Regions from separate parts of the Mus musculus genome. Here regions 1 and 3 are each linked to region 2. Evidence: chromatin contacts called from public ChIA-PET data. All regions are on one chromosome and are shown on one strand. The core of a region is the stretch at or near the end of the contact, and the rest is flanking DNA. Distances in the headings are between cores, read along the strand shown. Region 1 overlaps Ccdc12 (coiled-coil domain containing 12). Region 2 has its middle 7.5 kb from the start of Fam240a. Region 3 holds the start of Ccrl2 (chemokine (C-C motif) receptor-like 2).

What was found. ChIA-PET counts read pairs in DNA pulled down with a chosen protein or histone mark.
Region 1: a contact with region 2 is called in an RNA polymerase II ChIA-PET map of memory CD8 T cells, with 10 read pairs. The contact joins two enhancer-like sites. A contact is called at or near these places in 5 of 115 datasets of contacts at active chromatin or transcription factors (bone marrow-derived macrophages, craniofacial prominence, double positive thymocytes and 2 more).
Region 3: an RNA polymerase II ChIA-PET map of memory CD8 T cells shows a contact between it and region 2, with 21 read pairs. The contact joins the promoter of Ccrl2 here to the enhancer-like site in region 2. A contact is called at or near these places in 5 of 39 promoter capture datasets (embryonic stem cells, liver, macrophages and 1 more), 3 of 484 Hi-C or Micro-C datasets (Sertoli cells, pancreatic cancer cells and stem cell-derived epiblast-like cells), 1 of 115 datasets of contacts at active chromatin or transcription factors (memory CD8 T cells) and 4 of 9 other capture datasets (adipose tissue, embryonic stem cells, liver and 1 more).

The regions. Positions count from the first base shown.
Region 1 is chr9:110,708,566-110,711,265 of GRCm38.p6, reverse strand. Ccdc12 (coiled-coil domain containing 12) reads right to left here. Exons shown (of 7, transcript NM_028312.3): 4 at 1,311-1,372; 5 at 1,105-1,139; 6 at 104-180; 7 at 1-15. Among named protein-coding and RNA genes, the nearest start is that of Gm35775, 32 kb to the left of the region's middle. Within about 2 kb of position 1,300, at least 207 of the 459 cell types and tissues checked have an H3K27ac peak or open chromatin away from gene starts, as enhancers often do. A contact at or near this core is called in double positive thymocytes and memory CD8 T cells, where this site is marked.
Region 2 is chr9:110,908,020-110,910,719 of GRCm38.p6, reverse strand. No RefSeq gene overlaps it. Among named protein-coding and RNA genes, the nearest start is that of Fam240a, 7.5 kb to the left of the region's middle. Within about 2 kb of position 1,404, at least 33 of the 459 cell types and tissues checked have an H3K27ac peak or open chromatin away from gene starts, as enhancers often do. A contact at or near this core is called in double positive thymocytes and memory CD8 T cells, where this site is marked.
Region 3 is chr9:111,056,095-111,058,794 of GRCm38.p6, reverse strand. Ccrl2 (chemokine (C-C motif) receptor-like 2) reads left to right here and starts at 1,277. Exons shown (of 3, transcript NM_001302376.1): 1 at 1,277-1,414; 2 at 1,913-2,029; 3 at 2,356-2,700. The coding sequence starts at 2,367.

The DNA.
Region 1 (2,700 bases), core at 51-2,550, 200 kb after region 2:
CTTTTAGCCGCTCACCTGGATGGAGAGCAAACAAGTGGAAAGGGCTGTGCTGAAGCCACTGTCCTGAGGGCAGGACCCAGCCCACGGGGCAGCCGGCACTTACGGATCAGCTCCGCGATGGCTCTCTGGGTCCGCTTTTCTAGCTTCTCTAGCTTCTTGGCCACATCTCTCTTGAGATCCCTGGAACAGGAAAGAGGGGAAACTGAGAAGCTAAGGGCTTTCGTGGTGTGGCCCTGAGATCCTCCTGCAGTGCTTTGATATTTATATCCTCAGCTGCCTGAGATGCTGCCTGCTCTGCTCTTCTGGACCCCAAGACCCATCATTCTTCCCAGCTCCACTGAGATAAGGGGATGTGTACCACAGACCCAGTCAAGGCGGACACTGAGACACATGGTGGCTGGCTCCTTGGGATCCTCCTGTTATGTCCCCACTAAGTCGGCATCGGAGAGGAACTTGCCGTGGCCAACTGCCAGCCCTATTCCACCTCTTGCCACAGCCTCCGACCCCCACTCCTGGGGCTTCCAGAATTCCTAAATTCGGCCCGAGTTCTCTGGCGCTGCAGTTCCTACAGCACACACCTCATGCCTGCTTCATCAAATTAAAGCACTGTGGTAGATCTGTAACCACAGATCTGCAGGTACCAGAAAACAGCCCTGACCTCTGGGACAAGGCACCGAGAGATATGCCTACAGCCTACAGCACCTTCCCTCACCCATTTTCAGAGGGGCTTCCAGGCTTCTGGGCTTGAAGAGATTGGGTTCCCTACTTTACAGTTAAAACAGAGACGTAAGCCCTATCTGACTGTCCATCTGCTTTCTTCCCTGTAGTATCCCGAGCACAAAGGGGACACTACTCAGATGGCCCAGAGCAGGGGACTTTTCACCCCTACAGAAGAGGCTTGAAAGGATGGCTGCTCTTTCATCCCTCGGCCCTCTTCAGCGCTTTACTCTCAGCCATCACCCATGCCTTACTTAGCCCTTAGCCCTGACTCTCTTGGGCAGAGCTGGGCTTGCAGTGCTCGTCCCTACCTGTCCCTTGGCTGTCCTCCCAGCTGAGGCCTGTGACATGCACCAAACACTATCACCCCCACCCCCCAACACTCACCAATCAGGTTTCCGGGGTGCCAGGTTGGCCAGGTCCTAGGGAGAAAGGAGACAACTCATCAGGGCCAAGGCCCAGCCTCAGGGGGAGCGGAGAGCCAGGGCACAGAGGCAGAAAAATGTCGGCAGGCCAGGAAGGCAGTAGGGTGGGAACAGAGACAGTCAGAGAAGGAAGCAGCCCCAGCAGGGAGGGGCCTCCCAGGGACTCACCACTTCCTCAATGACAGGCTCTGGCTTGGCTGCCTCCAGCTGCTCCTTCACCTTCTCCTCCACTAGAGGGCGAAAGAACACAGGCCTGCAATGTGGAAGCTGCCACTCCAGAGAGAACAACCTAAGGGGCCCCAGGGAGGAGCAGGGACCCCACTCAGCAGTAACTCTGGAAGACAAGTCTAGTTTCCTAGGTTGAAGGCAGACCCCAGAGCCCAGAAAGGGACAGAACAGGCTATAGCTGGAGTGGACAAGGTGTCCAGATGTGAAATGGGAGGTGGCTGTGTATATGGGGAGTGTGGCATTAAAGTGAAGGCCCTAGGAATCTCCTCCAGGTCTGGCATGGCTGGAGTCTGGGTGTCTTATCATTCCTTCCATCCCACATCAGACTTACAACAGGCACCTCCCGCCTCCACCATGACCCTAGGTCTCTGAGTGTCCCCTTCTGGGGACCAACAGTGTGGACAGCCTTCAGACCTGTCACGAGGGATGTGTCCCTGTGACCTTCCTTTCTTCTGCCACACTTGAGTCCTGGTGGCCTCCTTGTATAGGACAATGGCCAGTTTCTCATCCCCCTCCTACAGCCTGTGGGACGTCCTTGCCCGACCCTGCCGCTGCTCCACAGGGTGGGGAGAGGATTAGCAAGAAACAACTGGGCAACTGCTGAACTATGATAAGGTATTTATTCATTCATTACTTGTACAAAGAAAAGCTGGTATCAAAATTAAAAACTGGGGCTGGAGAGATGGCTCAGAGGTTAAGAGCACTGACTCTTCTTCCGTTGGTCCTGAGTTCAATTCCCAGCAACCACATGGTGACTCAAAACCATCTGGAATGTGACCTGATGCCTTCTTATGGTGTGTCTGAAGACAGTGACATGTACTAACATAAAATAAATACATTCTTTAAAAAAAAAAATTAAAACCTAAGATTTTTAGATAGGCACGGTAGCACATGCCATTAATCCTAATACTTGGGAGGCTGTGGCAGGTGGGTCTCTGTGAGCTCAAGGCCAGGCCGGTCTACACAGTGAGCTCCAGTGAGACCCTGCCTTAAAACCAAACAAAGCCAGATCCTTCAGAACAGAGGATGGATGACCCTGCTCCTGGACCAGGAGGGTCTCTCTTCATCCTGGGGCTCTCACCCTTTGACTAGGCAGTGGGGAAGCCTGGGCAGGGCTCTCTCTGGCCTCTGTGTTGCTGCTGACTCCTTCCTTGCCTTGCTGCCCAAGTGCCTCAGGTCACTTCTGCTCCTCATGCCCTGAGGGCCTGTGGCCCCTTCAGGATGGCAGGTGCAAGGGCCTCCTTCCTGTGCTCCTGGCCCTTTTATGGTCCCTGAGAAGGTGTGTGAATGCCTCGGAGGCCCTGTCTCTGGCCCTGTAGCTCTTCTCTGA
Region 2 (2,700 bases), core at 155-2,654:
ATTTGCAAGAAATATGGATACAACCAGAGACCGTTACATTACTGGAGGGGAGGGGGGGGTAGACAGACTGAAAAAGAGAAATATATATGCTTTCTCTCACATGTAGACTTTAGTTTGCAAATAAACTCCATCTTTGTAGCTCTCTTTGTCATTTCTGTCTCTGTGTCTCTACTTTTGTCTCTCACTATATCTCTCTGTGTCTCTGTGTCTCTCCCTGTCTTTGTGTCTCTCCCTGTATTTGTCTATTCTCTCTCTCTCTCTTTCTCTCCATCTCTCTCTCTCTGTGCCTCTCCTTCTGTGTGTGTCCCTCTCTATCTCTTTCTTTCTCTGTTTCTCTGCCTCTTTCTCTGTCTCTCTCTGTCTGTCTCTGCCTCTCTCTGACTCTCTGTTTCTCTGTCTCTTTGTCTTTCTCTGTCTCTCTGTCTCTGTCTCTGTCTCTCTCTCTTTCTCTCTGTTTGTGTACCTAACACATAAATGGTTCATTTAAGCTGTAAATAGAGCCCTGGTGGGTAAATTAGCCTCCATGTCAATCCTGGCCCATCAATGTGCTATCCTCACAGGGATCTCAACAGTCCTAGCTGTTGCTGCTGGAAAACTTGATACCCTGGAGACGAGCCGTAGATGCTTCCTTCTGTTTCCTGTGTGCAAAAGTAATTGAATTAATATGCCTAGTGGACGTGATAGCCAGCTTCTGGAGACATTGAGCAATACAATTCTGGAAGGGACATGAAGGGAAGGTTGCAGCTACCTGGTCTTTGTATGGAAAGAGACAAATTGAGAAGACCAGGGACATGAGAAGCCTATCACATAGGGTTTTGAGACTGAATGTGGGCCACACAGCATCTGGAACAGCCCCTAGGGATGGGAACAGCATTCACGTGATGAGACACAAGGCCGATCTGTTAGGCAAATGAGTGGAAGGTTTGCATACAGCACAGCACTATGTTTTATGAGAGCTGCCTCCATAATACCCTCATTCAGATCAGGCTGAGTTGCTGAATGACATACCACGTGTTTCCTCTCTCTTAGCAGAGAGCCAGCTTAGCACCGAGTTAGTCAACATGAAGCAGGCTGCAGTTCGTGGCTAAACTTTAGAAGGTCCTTTTGTAAGGTCCCTTCCTGACCAGGAAGCTTTCCTAATTCTCCAAACATTTCCATAGAATGGGGGAGGTCATAGGGTGTGGGGCTTCTAGAACTTTCCCACGGTGAGTCCATGCCAGCAGTGCCCACCTGAACCCAGAGTCACATGTGCCCATGCTCCAAGTTCTTGAAAACTGGCTCCATGCAGATTCTCCAGGAGCCCACAGGCTGCCTTGAGGGCAGCTGTCAAATTGAGGCTGATTTACCAAGTGGTTGGAGTAGCTGAGCTGCAAAATGGTAGGTGTGTTGTGGGGTAACCCACAGTATCAACAGCATGGTAAGCGCTAGCAGGAAGGATGAGGGGTGAGTTGTGGGGTAAGAACTGGAGTCGTAGAGAAAGAATTGTTCTAGTAAGATGCGGTGAGGAAGCAGTGTCCAGTGGGGCTGGAAATGGAAGAGATGCACTTCCCAAGATAATCTGCAACTTTTGAAGTTACTGATCATATCGGTCATAGTGATCACCTGGAATAAGGGCAGTCAGAGCCTCTACTCAAAATAGATACATAAACTGAAGGCCAATGGAAAACAGCCTCCCTACAGTTCCTACCCCTTGCTTCTTCACTGTTCTAGTTTGGGTTTCTATTGCTGTAGAGAGACACCATCACCACTGCAACTCTTATAAAAGAAAACAGGTATTTGAGACTGGCTTACAATCTCAGAAGTCAAGTCCATTATCATCACGGCGAGAAGCACAGTGACAGACAGGCAGACATGGTACTAGGGAAGGAGCTAAGAGTTTGACATCTTGATCTGCAGACAGCGTAAGCCACTGTGAGCCACACTGGGTTTAGCATGAGCATCTGAGAAGGGTATTAAAGATCTTTGACAGAATGAAACAGCAGCTCCTGACATCTAAGGCATCTCTTTCATCCCTTGGTAGCTCTCTTATCTCCTTCCCTCCAACCCTGTCCTTAGAAGATCACAGCAGTTTTGTAGTCAGGAAGACCTTGTCCTAGAAGGCAGGCCTGGGAGCAACAGGCCAAGGATCTGGGACAGAGACAGGACTGCTGTCTTCCCACCAGTGGTCCTTGCTCCCACAGAGACCTGAACTCAGGGCTACACACATCCAGCGCTTTCTCCAGACCAGGTATCCAACCCCAACTCTGCTGCCCTGTGGCCTCGGGGGATACAGGTGCAGAGAACAACCAGATCCTAGAGATAAAGGAAATGCCCCTTGCTCCTGTGAAGATGAGATCCTTTTGTGATGACAGAGCAAGGGAAAATGTCACCACCTCAGTGAATAGATAGGACAAGATCCGTCCATCCCCATCACCAGCAACTTCCCCCAGGATCACTACAGGCTTGACTATCTCTATCTCCATACCACCTGGGAGTGTCTATCCACACCACCTGTTGTTTCAAACCTGGGAGCTGAGGGAGGCAGCTGGCCTCACACAGCCTTGTCGCTCAGTTCCCCTTTGTTCAGACTTTGTGATTTCTCTTCTCTCTGGGAGAAGCTACACCTTGCACCTATGCCTGGCTTGCTTCTGCCCTGCTTCCTTCCATCTAACCCTGGGTTGAGGGATCTCTCTCTCAGAAAACCCAGGCATTAGTGTGAGG
Region 3 (2,700 bases), core at 28-2,527, 150 kb before region 2:
GATAAGATGAGAAAGGAGGCCATGATGGGGGAGGAAGGGATCTTAGGCAAAGAACAAGAGAAAAGTTATGATGGGATACATGTGACATGAAAGCAGAAGGAGAAACAGTCATGGGGTAGAAAGATGACCAACAAGAAGGGGCAGGGAAAGGGTTAGGGATGAATAAGAACAACGAATAGTGGCACATATGCATGAATATGCCATAATGAAATACTTTCTTTTGTATGCTAATTTGGAAAAAAAATAATCCTATGGCCTGAATGTGGACAGGCAAATGCTGGGAATCAGACCAAAATCAAGCAATACTGGAAGTTAGGGCCACACGACGAGAGAAGTCGGAGCGATCTTGAATTTACAGACCTGTCCTTTTCCTGGAGAGATTTTAGTTTACCATCAGGGTGTAACACAAAGCACAGAAAGCATATAGGGGACCGACTACCACCTCCACCCCTTACGCATCTAATGAGCACTGTGAATGCTTGTGAGTCTGCCTCCTGTCTAGGACTGAACTATGAACCACTTCCCTTACTCACAGGCCAGGTGTCATGGTGTGGCTCCGGGACATCTAGCTGCAGAAGGGAGAGATCTCAGGAGGCTGACAGCTCAGGGGACCCTGGACTGTAGCCATGTCCACGGGTAGACAGGGCATCCTGGGACCTGGAGATTCCCACTCATGCATAGATACCCCCTACTGGGGGAGGAGAGACCTTATTAGGAAGTGCCTCCGTTCTGGGTTCTCCCTGCTCCAGGGTGAGTTTCATTTTCTGTCCTAGCTTCCAGGATGCTCGGGGCTTAATGTTCACTCATGTTTATCTGGGCTCTTTTCTTTCTGTTTTCTTATTGGTCTCTTCATTACCTATTTCTGTTTTTATAGTTACACTTTCCGTTTCACATGCTGATAATGCAAAGGATGTGCCTAAATCACAGACATCACCTAGTCCCCAGATTAGGTCAGCCATAGCTACACAGAGTCGTGGGCCTGAGGGCAGTTTACACATGCTTCCCGCCCCTCCCCCCCAACTCTTTGAAGTTCTTCTTCTTCTTCTTGAAATACCCATCTTTAACCAGCATCCTTCTCCTCCCGCCCACTCCCTTCCACTCCAAGACCAGGCAACTGTCCAATTCCTTTCTTCATCCCCATTCTCCATTGGAAACCAAGTCTCCCCTCCTCACAGTCCACCTGACCGTGTCCCACACGTCCTCACACAGGACTTTCCCCCGGGGCTTCCCCTGAGCGGGGTCAGCTACATCAAGTGTCCCAGCATCAACTGCTTCCTTCCAGCTGCTTGCAACACTCTTTGCTTTCTGACGTAGGAATGCTCACACCAGACTTGCATTTAGCAGCGCTCCTTTTCTGTCCAGCTCTGTCCCCAACCTCCTTCCCGACTGATACCACTTGCTTCCATGTTCTCTGGTGAGTATGGACACGTTTGTACTCTGGAAACTGTTATCTACTCAGGGAACTTATGTCAGAAGCCAGGGGGTGGGGTGGTGCGTCTCGGCTTCTGACATCACACTCTGATTATCACTGGAAGCAGGCGTGGGTTAGTGTCCTTATCCGAGGCAGCCTGGAGGACAGCTGGCTAAGAGGTACAGAGAAGTCAAACTTGGGATACCGGGAGAGGGAGAGATGAAAACAACTTCTCAATTTCTCTGCGGCTGACAGAAGCTCCTGAGAGAGGCTTTCAGAACTTGATTCCAGCTGGCCCGTGAAAGCTGTGTCTGGACGGGAGAGCCTCAGAGGAATAAACAGTGCCTTCTCTGGCTTCTCCGGGTCATGACCAGTCTGTTCAGAAGGAAGTGGTGTTTCTCTGACCCCACTGTTCCCACAGCCCCCTGGATGGTAGATCATGGGGCTGCACCCTTCCCCACCCTTGGGAACTCAGTCAAACGGTTATCTTTATCTCGCCAGCTTGTCCTCGTGCTTGACCAGCGCAGTTTCACTTTTGCAAACATCTGTTTATATCCCTTGAGAGAAAAAATATCAAGCAACCTGCCTCAAACGACGCTGTTTTGTCCGGTGAGCAAGGTAAGAAACTGTTTTAAACATCTGGGAAGTAGGCGGGCACCAACTTCTGAAGCTTAAGCCAGTCTCTGGTTGTTTTTAACTCTTTGTTTTCTTAGATCCTATCTCCCACGTAGAGTCTCGTTTCAACCAAAGAACTTAAGTGGCTTTAACGTCCCTGACTCTTTCTGTACCAGGCAGTTTCTGTCACATTAGCAGCGTGGTCCCTGGGTGCTTAATGAGGAGATTTGAGTACGGCCGCCCACGCTGGGGTGGGGGGTGGGGGCATAGTTACTTTCAGTCTTTGGCTGTCGGATGGAGGGGAATCATGACCTCTGGTTTCCCCACAGGACAGCCTCCGATGGATAACTACACAGTGGCCCCGGACGATGAATATGATGTCCTAATCTTAGACGACTACCTGGACAACAGTGGGCCGGACCAAGTTCCGGCCCCCGAGTTCCTCTCCCCCCAGCAGGTGCTGCAGTTCTGCTGCGCGGTGTTTGCGGTGGGTCTCTTGGACAACGTGCTGGCGGTGTTTATCTTGGTGAAATACAAAGGACTCAAGAATCTGGGGAACATCTACTTCCTAAACCTGGCACTTTCAAACCTGTGTTTCCTGCTTCCCCTGCCGTTCTGGGCCCATACTGCAGCACACGGGGAAAGCCCTGGCAATGGGACCTGTAAAGTTCTTG